Linked DNA regions of Rattus norvegicus: region 1 is linked to region 2. The links are chromatin contacts, called in public Hi-C maps. All regions are on one chromosome and are shown on one strand. The core of a region is the stretch at or near the end of the contact, and the rest is flanking DNA. Distances in the headings are between cores, read along the strand shown.

Region 1 (4,411 bases), core at 1,853-4,352, 110 kb before region 2:
AGCATAAACCATTAGTGTTCTGGTCAGGAAATTTTCCCCAGTACCCATGTGTTTGAGACTCTTCCCCACTTCTTCTATTAGTTTGAGTGGATCTGGTTTTATGTGGAGGTCCTTGATCCACTTGGACTTGAACTTTGTACAGGGCAGTAATATACTTTATTTTTTTACCTAGAAACCTTGGCCAGGGTTTTCTAATTAAGGAAGAAAGATGACAAAGGATATTGGGAAGCAAGTACTTGAGATCCATGCAAGGTATCTGACTCAGCGGTGGGATGGAGTCAAGTTATACAAGTTCAGAAGAAGGGCATTGTTTACCAGATATGTACAGGAGAGAATTTGCTGGGCTGGGGAGATGTTCTGTGCATTAAAGTGCTAGCCATATATGGTGTGAATGAGAATAGGTTTGTATGTTTGAATGCTCGGTTCCTAGTTGGTAGAACTGTTTTGGGAAGAGTTAGGAGGCGTGTCCTTGTTGGAGGAAGTGTATCACTGAGGATGGACTTTGAGGTGTCAAAAGCCACAGGCACGGAATAAATAAATGTACATTTAAAGAGTTTCCTAGTAGCCTCATCAAATCCACACTGAATCTGGTTTTTCAAAAAAAGAGATTCTGATGTCAGTATTGTTGACTCTCTAGAAGCCTACAGATTGGGATTTAAGGAGTCAAGTTAGAGGGGACCTGATTTATGACTGTGATCTTTACCCTCTTCTGTTCCAAGCACTTCTGTATACACATACAGAAGCCATGCTGAGTGTCAAGTTCATTGTTTTACAAAGGATTTCAGTAAAAAAAAAAAAAAGATTTCTGTTACTTCAATCGATAATGGCGAATGTTCCTGAAACCAAATACTTGCTCTACCGTCCAACTTTTATGTGATACTCAGCATACTCTTTTAATGGATGGAGTCCGTGAGCATTAGGGATGAAGGACAGTGATGTGGGAGGCAGGTAGTCCTGGAGAGCATGTCCCCAACTCAGAGGGCAGAGCGTACCTTTTCCTGACTTTAGAACTAATTAACGTAAAAACAAATAAGTACCACATGCATATTTAGAAATGTTTCTGATAAACAAACTCCTGTGTCCTGTGACTAGTCCACAGGGAAGATTTATTCAGTTGGTTGACATTTCATTCGCCTTACACCTTCCAAGGATACAGCATGAACCGTGTAACCCAAGATTAATTGATGGTTGTTTTGTCCTCCTGTAGTATTTTATTGCATGTTTTTTTAGGAAGGCATTAAGAAGCTTGCATGATTTATACTTTGCATATTCACAGTTATAAGATCTTATGCACATTAGGGCTATGACTCGTGATCCCAGGACGTCATTGTACCTTGCACCATGTGCTACGTACGCAGTTTTGTGTCAGCTTGGCACAAGCTAAAGTCATCTGAGAGGAGGGAGCCTCAATTAAGAATATGCCTTCTTAAGATTGGCTGTATGTAAGCCTATTGGGCATTTTCTCACTTGGTGATTGGTGTGGGAGAGCTCAGCCCAGTGTGTATGATGCCATGGCTGGTGATCCTGGGTACCACTAGAAAGCAGACTGAACAACCCAGCAGGAGCAAGCCGAGGGGAGCAAGCCAGCTCCTGCCTTGTTTGAGTTCCTGTCCTGGCTTCCTTCAGTGATGGGCTACATGGAAATGGAATAATAATGGTCTGGTGTGATGGCTCAGCAGTTAAAGGCAGGCACAGAAGCCTGGTGACAAGTTCTATCCTTGTAGAAAGGTAAATGGAGAAACTGACTCCACACAGTTGTCTATTGACCTCCATACATGGACTGTGACATGTGCCTAATAATAATAATAATAATAATAATAATAATAATAATAATGGTAAATGAATATTTCAAAACTTATGAGGACATAAGAATTATGAGAGGTTAAATTCTAGAAATATGCTCTTTGGCCTTGCCAGTAGAAGCAAGATGATGAAAGGAGCATCATCCTTTGGAAAGTGTCTCGATAAGACGCACATGCTGTGGCTCTGAGGCCTTCAGAAGTTGACCTGTGGCAAATGCGGCTACCCTGCCAAGCGCAAGAGAAAGTAGCTGGAGTGCTAAGGCAAAGAGATGAAACGCCCCCGGGACTGGTCGGATGAGGGACCTAAAGATCGATCGTCTACCGCCAATTCAGACATGGATTCCATTCAGGAACAACACCTAGACCCAAGAGGGCAGCTGTTGCAGCATCCAGATCATCTTGAGGATTTCCATCAATCATAAAATAAATGTTCTGGTTTCAAAAGAAAATTCTAGAAATATTTTTTTTAACTATTTCCATGTTCTAGGTAGATGTAAAATAATGTGTAAAGCTTTACACACAGCAACACAGCATCTAATATGAAGAAGCAAATGGCTTTGATGAGGACCGCATTGAACCTAGCCCTGATGCCATGTCCACTCCGGTTAGCCGTTCCACACGAGTTTGGACACGTGTCTAGTACATATCTGTGGCTTGTTCGTAGCCACAGCCTTTCTCCCTCCTCTTTCTTCCCACTTGGCCTTCAGGTCCCTCACAAAGACTAATGTTCTAGAAGTCTATGCTAGAGTGTAATGCATGTATGTATGCCTGGCATGGAGTTATCTACACCTGTTCGTTACAGCTGCATTAGTCTTCGGAGGGTGCTGACGTCCGTGTGTCGTGATCTGGGCATCAAGAATCCGAGCAAGCTTAGAGTCACAGGGTCCTCTCGATGTTTCTAGTAGTCACTGCCGATGGACTGCTAACAGCAGCATTCTGCTTCTTTTTCCTATATGAATGTGTCACATGCTAAATATTCTCTTGTGTTTTCTTTTGTCTGTAAATGTATCCAAGTTTTATGTAGATACTAGCTCATTCTATTTTTCTCTTTGTTTTTAAAACTAACCATCAATTTAAATGGTTTTTCAATTTTGGATAAAAAATGTATAGTTACAAAAATGACATAAGTCAGCACGTGTAATTTGTTTTTCTCTGTATTCTTCAGGCAGTTTATTTAAGCCCGGTCTTCACCTACTATGAATCTCCAGCTACTAGGGAACAGTCAGCAAGACTGTTTCCCTTTGGCTGTAACCCGGGAATTAACTGAAGGGAAGAGAGAGAGGGAGGTTCAGCTCAAAGCTCTGACCCCTGCTGTATTCGGTTAACTTTTCAGGGGAGTGGAAAGATCTCATCTTGAGAGACCTGTCTGAAGGGACGTAGAAGTCTTTTTCTTGGTAAAGCTCTTCAAGATTATTATTGAATAATCCTAGAGGGTACCTATTACTGGGAGGATAACATCTGAATACAATATCGTATCCAGTTAAATATAGCTTTGTTTCAGAACGTCTGGTGTTTATTGGCTTTCGTAGGTGTTTCGAAATAACCGTGGTACTATTGATTTGTTTGGAGGTCATTTATGTTGCATCTGTCCAGAAAGAATTAGCAGTTAGAACAAATACCCACTAGTGGCAGTATCTGACACCACCACACATTTGCATGTGGACGTCAGCCAAAGTATTGTATTTTCCACAGAATTTCTTTTCATTCGTAGTTTGCTATATACTGTTGCTGGCTACTTGGACAACTGACACACCATAAGGAATGCTCCAGGTGTAACTGTTTTTTGAATACTAAGCCACATCATAAGTCTCTATGCTCGTTCATCATTGGGTTTATATGATGCTAAAGTAAACTAAATCATTTTTTGAATATTTTTCCTTCCACACTTCAAGATGTCTTCTTGGGTATTGCCTAAGCCTGCTAATTTACAGCTCCAGAACCATGTTGTCTCATTTGGAAATAAAGCATTGAGTAGTTTAAAGTGAAATGACTCACTGTATAACAGAATTGCTGTTGGATCTTCTGAGCTGTAAGGGTTGTTTTCTATAGCTATGTATGTAACTGTGCATTTGGGTGATGATGCCCTCTGAGTACTAAAGGACACACTTGTGAGCTGCAAGTCCACGTTTAAATCTAAGATTGGACAGTGTTACTCACGAGATAGAAACTTGGTAGTTTCAAGGCCGGATGGCAGCAAGTCTGGAAGTTAATAACCTCTGTACTCCACTGGCGTCTGTCATCTACTCTGTGCTTGACTTCCGTGGTCCCGTGGCACTCACGCCAGGGAGAGGCACCCACTCATCAGGCACCCTCTTCTCTTAGAAGCTGCAGAGGGTAGATGTCAGGATTTTTGTATAAGAATGACAGTAGCACCCCATTATAGTAGTTATACCCTCGTTCTTATTCACACAAAAGTTCTTAAAGAAAACCAGTTTTCTACATATGCAGAATGGGCTGAAAGAACTGCTTGAACTCCTTCACATCCCATAGCCACAAAAGTCTTAGTGCCTAAAACGAAGAATGGAGTAAACAGTTATGTAAATGGATTGAATGGAAGCAGAGCCAAAAGCACACGTCGTTTTTCCTATCTGGCTTTCTCTGACTAGCCT
Region 2 (4,594 bases), core at 298-2,797:
GTGCAGTGGCCATAGCGCTGGCCATAGTCTCCATCTCCTCAGTTTATGCCAGTCTCTGCCTGTTTCCAGGGCTGCAGCAGGTATAAAGTCTCCATGCCTACTGTGTGGTGGATGGCTCTCTGGCGGACTCTGGTGGTGGATGCTCTGCATGTTTCCAGACAGAACAGCCCAAGACTGACTCTATTAGAGAACATTTGAAAAGATAATCAAGAAGTATAAACAAATAGCCCATATACTAAAGTCCCCTGTTTTGGACCTTAGTACAATTTTAACTTGCAGCTATGACTCTGAAGCATCACAATATCACAGACAGTGAGCACAAGCGTCTTAGAGTGAGTACGCATGTGACGTGTAACGCTGTTTCTTGGTTGAAGGGAAGGAATTAATCATGTAAAGTCAACTCAAGGTATGTGTGCCTGTGTGTATTTAAGTTCTCAGAGCTCGTGTGCCTCTCATTTTTCAGACAGGCACTTCTCAACATATGTCAGCATGTCTGTGGGTTTTCTCACTGTGTTGCTAGCATTTGGATTGCCAGCCGGCCTTCAACCTGAGCACTAAAGTTTTTAATTATTATAGTCATTGAATGAACAAATGAATTGGAGATATTGATTTGTTATATTAAGGAGAGCTAATGCATGTGTTTCCACGCATATATTAGCATACTGCATCAGAGATCATGTCTCATCTCTTCCCCTTTTTTCCATTTTAATTTTTGATAGACCATGTATAATCAGTGAAATAAACGCCATCCATTAGTGAGCTTGGTCTTCCCTGAAGTATTAATATTCTAAACAATCCTATTACCCGAGCATTATTTTGATAGTTTATTAAAAGTCCTGCAGCTCTCACATTGCTATATCTAAACAAGCTTTACGCAATTAAAGTTATAATAGGAACTTTATTACAATGATGTATAACTTGTATCATCCTAATAAAAGTTCCTGTACACAGCGATGCTTTAATAATGCTGTTTCTGTAACCCTGCTTCCTTAGTAATGGGGCTTCTCTCATGGCAACTTCATTATTAGGAAATGATCTCAGTAATAGAAATGCAAATACCGAGTTTGAAAGGAGCGTTGTGTGCACAGCTCTATTATTGACCTGCTGTCTTCTCATGCATTGCATATCATCATTATAAGCCAACCATGTAGATTATAGTTATGATTACGACCATGCTGTTACATTTTAGCATTCATGTCATTCCAGGTTGGCACTGACTGCCATTTTAAGATGAAATTCAGGGGTTAAAATGATTTAAATTTTAATTAAAATTAGTTTCAAAAGCATTAAAATGACTTACAAAACTTTCTCTAATTTCTATTGTATCTCAGATTGAGTAGACATCGGCCCTTAAAATGGGGTGTTCCCTTGATATTCACACTGTCTTCTGAATAGATATAGGAGAATAATGCTTTGAGGGAAATGATTTTATATCTCCAACTTTCATAGATACCCGCTCAAAAACCCTGACTGTGGAGACACTTGAAGCAGAGATTTTCCCCTTCCACCCCTGCCCCATGCCCTTTGAGCTTTGCTCATACCAGGACACTGAACAAGCAGTAACTTGGCAACTTCATTTATGGCACCCCACGGCCCAGATTATACTTTTCAGTATAAGGGAGCAGAGGAGGTAGGTAAGTGCTTCGGATATGGAGACAGAGAGTCTCCGAGGAGCCATCTAAGCTTTCTTCTCCTATCTATAAGATGGGGATAATGATAGTAGGATATTGAAATGGTCATGGTGATTTATATACATATGAAAAACTGTACTAATAGAAAATATTTATGTACTGATGAAAATAGGTGCTAATACTTATGTATGCTATACGATGCTTTTACTCGTAGTTTCAAAAATTACTTTTGCTTTGTATGCTTCCTCCCTTATTAAAATTTAAATATATTTGTTATTTCAACCAACTAAGTACTAGTGAAAATTTTCAGTGCCAATTAAATCAGATACTCAATATAATATTTTCTGAAAAATATATATGTTCTCTATATATATTTGTTTTAAGCTTTACATAAAGATCAATGAAATTATTTTAAACATAAAATATATATTGAGATAAAAAGTAGGATGGAAATATGACAGAGAGAAAAATAAAAGATCCAAGAGTTTGTGTGTTTTTCAGTGAATGATGGTGGGTATGTATCTTCCGTTGAAAACATCTAAGAGAGTTATGTAGTAGTTTCATTTACGATCACCAGTTTGTACAGTACACTGAAAATGACATGTATATAGTGTTTAGGTACACATAAACAAAAACATTTGAAAAGTGAAGATATAACAGACATGAAATTATCTCTATAATATATGTTTCTCTGAATACCCACTTTGCTTGAAAACAGTGTGTTTTTTTTTTAACAAGTTCTGAAGCTGTGTAAATCATAGAAGTCAGAACCTCTCAGCCCTGCATAAGAGACTTCACTGACACATCTCTTACTTCCCTGAGTACTTGGCATGCTCCCACATAGGTAGTAAGCTGGGGCAGGAGCCTTCTAGGGCCTTGCTTTGCTCCAGGCAGGCTGGCTGAGCCCATCCCTGCCCTGTGGCGGAGGAGGAGAGATGGAGCTTGGATGAACTGGCCTTTATGGAGAACATCCCAGGATGTCATTCTGTACTTAGAAAATTGAATAAGAGGAAATGTGTGTGTCTTAAGCATGTTTACTGCTTATTACATTTATGTGAGTCGGCGTGTGCACATTCGTTTTTGTTTTTTATTTCATACTATGCTTCGTGTTGAAAGTTTGGATGCCACCTTGTTTGTGAGTAAATTTCATATCAGGATATCAAAGATACAGTTCTGTAGGTCGATATCTAGACTTAATATTCCTGTTTCAATTTTTCGTTGTATTTCAGTTTTTATCATTGTTTGTGTGGAGGTCAGGCAGTCGGAGAACAGCTGGTTGGAGTCAGTTCTCACCTTCTACTGTGTAGTTCCCGGGGATAGAACTCAGATAGTCACAGTTGATGGCAAGCCCCTTTAACCTTTGAACCATCTCACTAGCCACTTCCTTGATATTCCTTTTCAGACCCTTTGCAGGGTAAATAGAGTTTTTCTGAGGTGTATGTTAACACTATACACCGATCAATGCAGGAGCTCAGGCAAATATGAGCTTTAGTTAATTTGATTTTCTATGGCCTACTTCTGTGGCCCTTTGAGACTCAACCAGCAGCTTGTAGAAGAGACTCATGTCAGATAATACAAGCCTGTTCCTAGAAACTAGAGCTTTGAAGCATACTAGTTTTGAAAAGTCACAGACTCTTGCCCTACCTGTCAGGACATACTTTATATATTTACAAGTGTTCTAGATAGTCAAGCACAACCCTTCTCCCCGTGTCATTTTGCAACAAGTCGGTCATTTCTCAGTTCGCATCCTCACATCTCAGTGGTCATGTCGAAAGTGGCTTAAAACCTAAGCTAGTTGCCTAGGACCTTATAAAAGATGCTGCGTACTGTTTAGATGAAATATTGCAAAGTTGCAATATTAAGACAGTGTTACTTTACAATGCAGTTTGTATTGGGGCAACAAAAGTTAACTGAATCTTCTTTTGAAGTGATAGGCAATATAAATATTCCTACTGTTTTAACACAGTCATAAATGTTACTGTAGGGAGATAAGCCATAAGGAAGAATATGTATGCGCAATGTGTAATAGTATAAAACTGGAAAATCATCCAAGTGTTTCATTGTGGTGTAACGTTTACACACTGTGATTTGTTAACAAGATGGAATATTATGTAGAGGAAGTTGCAATAAAGAATAATATATGTGAAATAATATTAAGAAGTAGGATATTTTGGTCACAAACATATTCATTGGTTATTACATAACTATTACAGGTATTACTATGTAGGTAGGTACATACATTTCTACATCTCAATAAGTCCTGAGCAGAATTCACCTCCGGCAGGAAGGAAGGAGGCTAAAGGACTCCTGAGTCTGAAGCTCCAAGGAACTTGACTTTTCTGTTTGGAAGGAGAAAAGAATGGCTGGCTTAGCTTCAGCCTCCATCTCATACACATATCATCTCGTGCACATATCATCTCATACACATATCATCTCATACACATATCATCTCATGTACATATCATCTCATGTACATATTATCTCATACACTATCATCTCATGCACATATCATCTCATACACATATCATCTCATACACATATCATCTCATGCACATATCATCTCATGCACATATCATCTCATGCACATATCATCTCATACACATACCATCTCATGCACATATCATCTCATGCACATATCATCTCATGCACATATCATCTCATGCACATATCATCTCATACACATACCATCTCATGCACATATCATCTCATACACATATCATCTCATACACATATCATCTCATGCACATATCATCTCATACACATATCATCTCATACATATATCATCTCATACACATAGCATCTCATACACATAGCATCTCGTACACATATCATCTCATACACATAGCATCTCGTACACATATCATCTCATACACATATCATCTCATACACATATCATCTCATACACATATCATCTCATACACATATCATCTCATACACATAGCATCTCGTACACATAGCCATCT

Evidence for each region. Hi-C and Micro-C count contacts between places; a contact is called where the count stands out from the background.
Region 1: a contact with region 2 is called in a Hi-C map of liver, with 9 times the contacts expected there. The contact joins two enhancer-like sites. A contact is called at or near these places in 8 of 12 Hi-C or Micro-C datasets (the A7r5 cell line, the Rat2 cell line, Schwann cells and 4 more).

What each region holds. Positions count from the first base shown.
Region 1 is chr2:24,002,237-24,006,647 of GRCr8, reverse strand. The region is part of intron 3 of Atg10 (autophagy related 10); the gene reads left to right. Among named protein-coding and RNA genes, the nearest start is that of Atg10, 130 kb to the left of the region's middle. Within about 2 kb of position 3,102, at least 7 of the 93 cell types and tissues checked have an H3K27ac peak or open chromatin away from gene starts, as enhancers often do. A contact at or near this core is called in liver, where this site is marked.
Region 2 is chr2:23,886,969-23,891,562 of GRCr8, reverse strand. All of the region lies in intron 5 of Atg10 (autophagy related 10), which reads left to right. Among named protein-coding and RNA genes, the nearest start is that of Rps23, 75 kb to the right of the region's middle. Within about 2 kb of position 1,547, at least 3 of the 93 cell types and tissues checked have an H3K27ac peak or open chromatin away from gene starts, as enhancers often do. A contact at or near this core is called in liver, where this site is marked.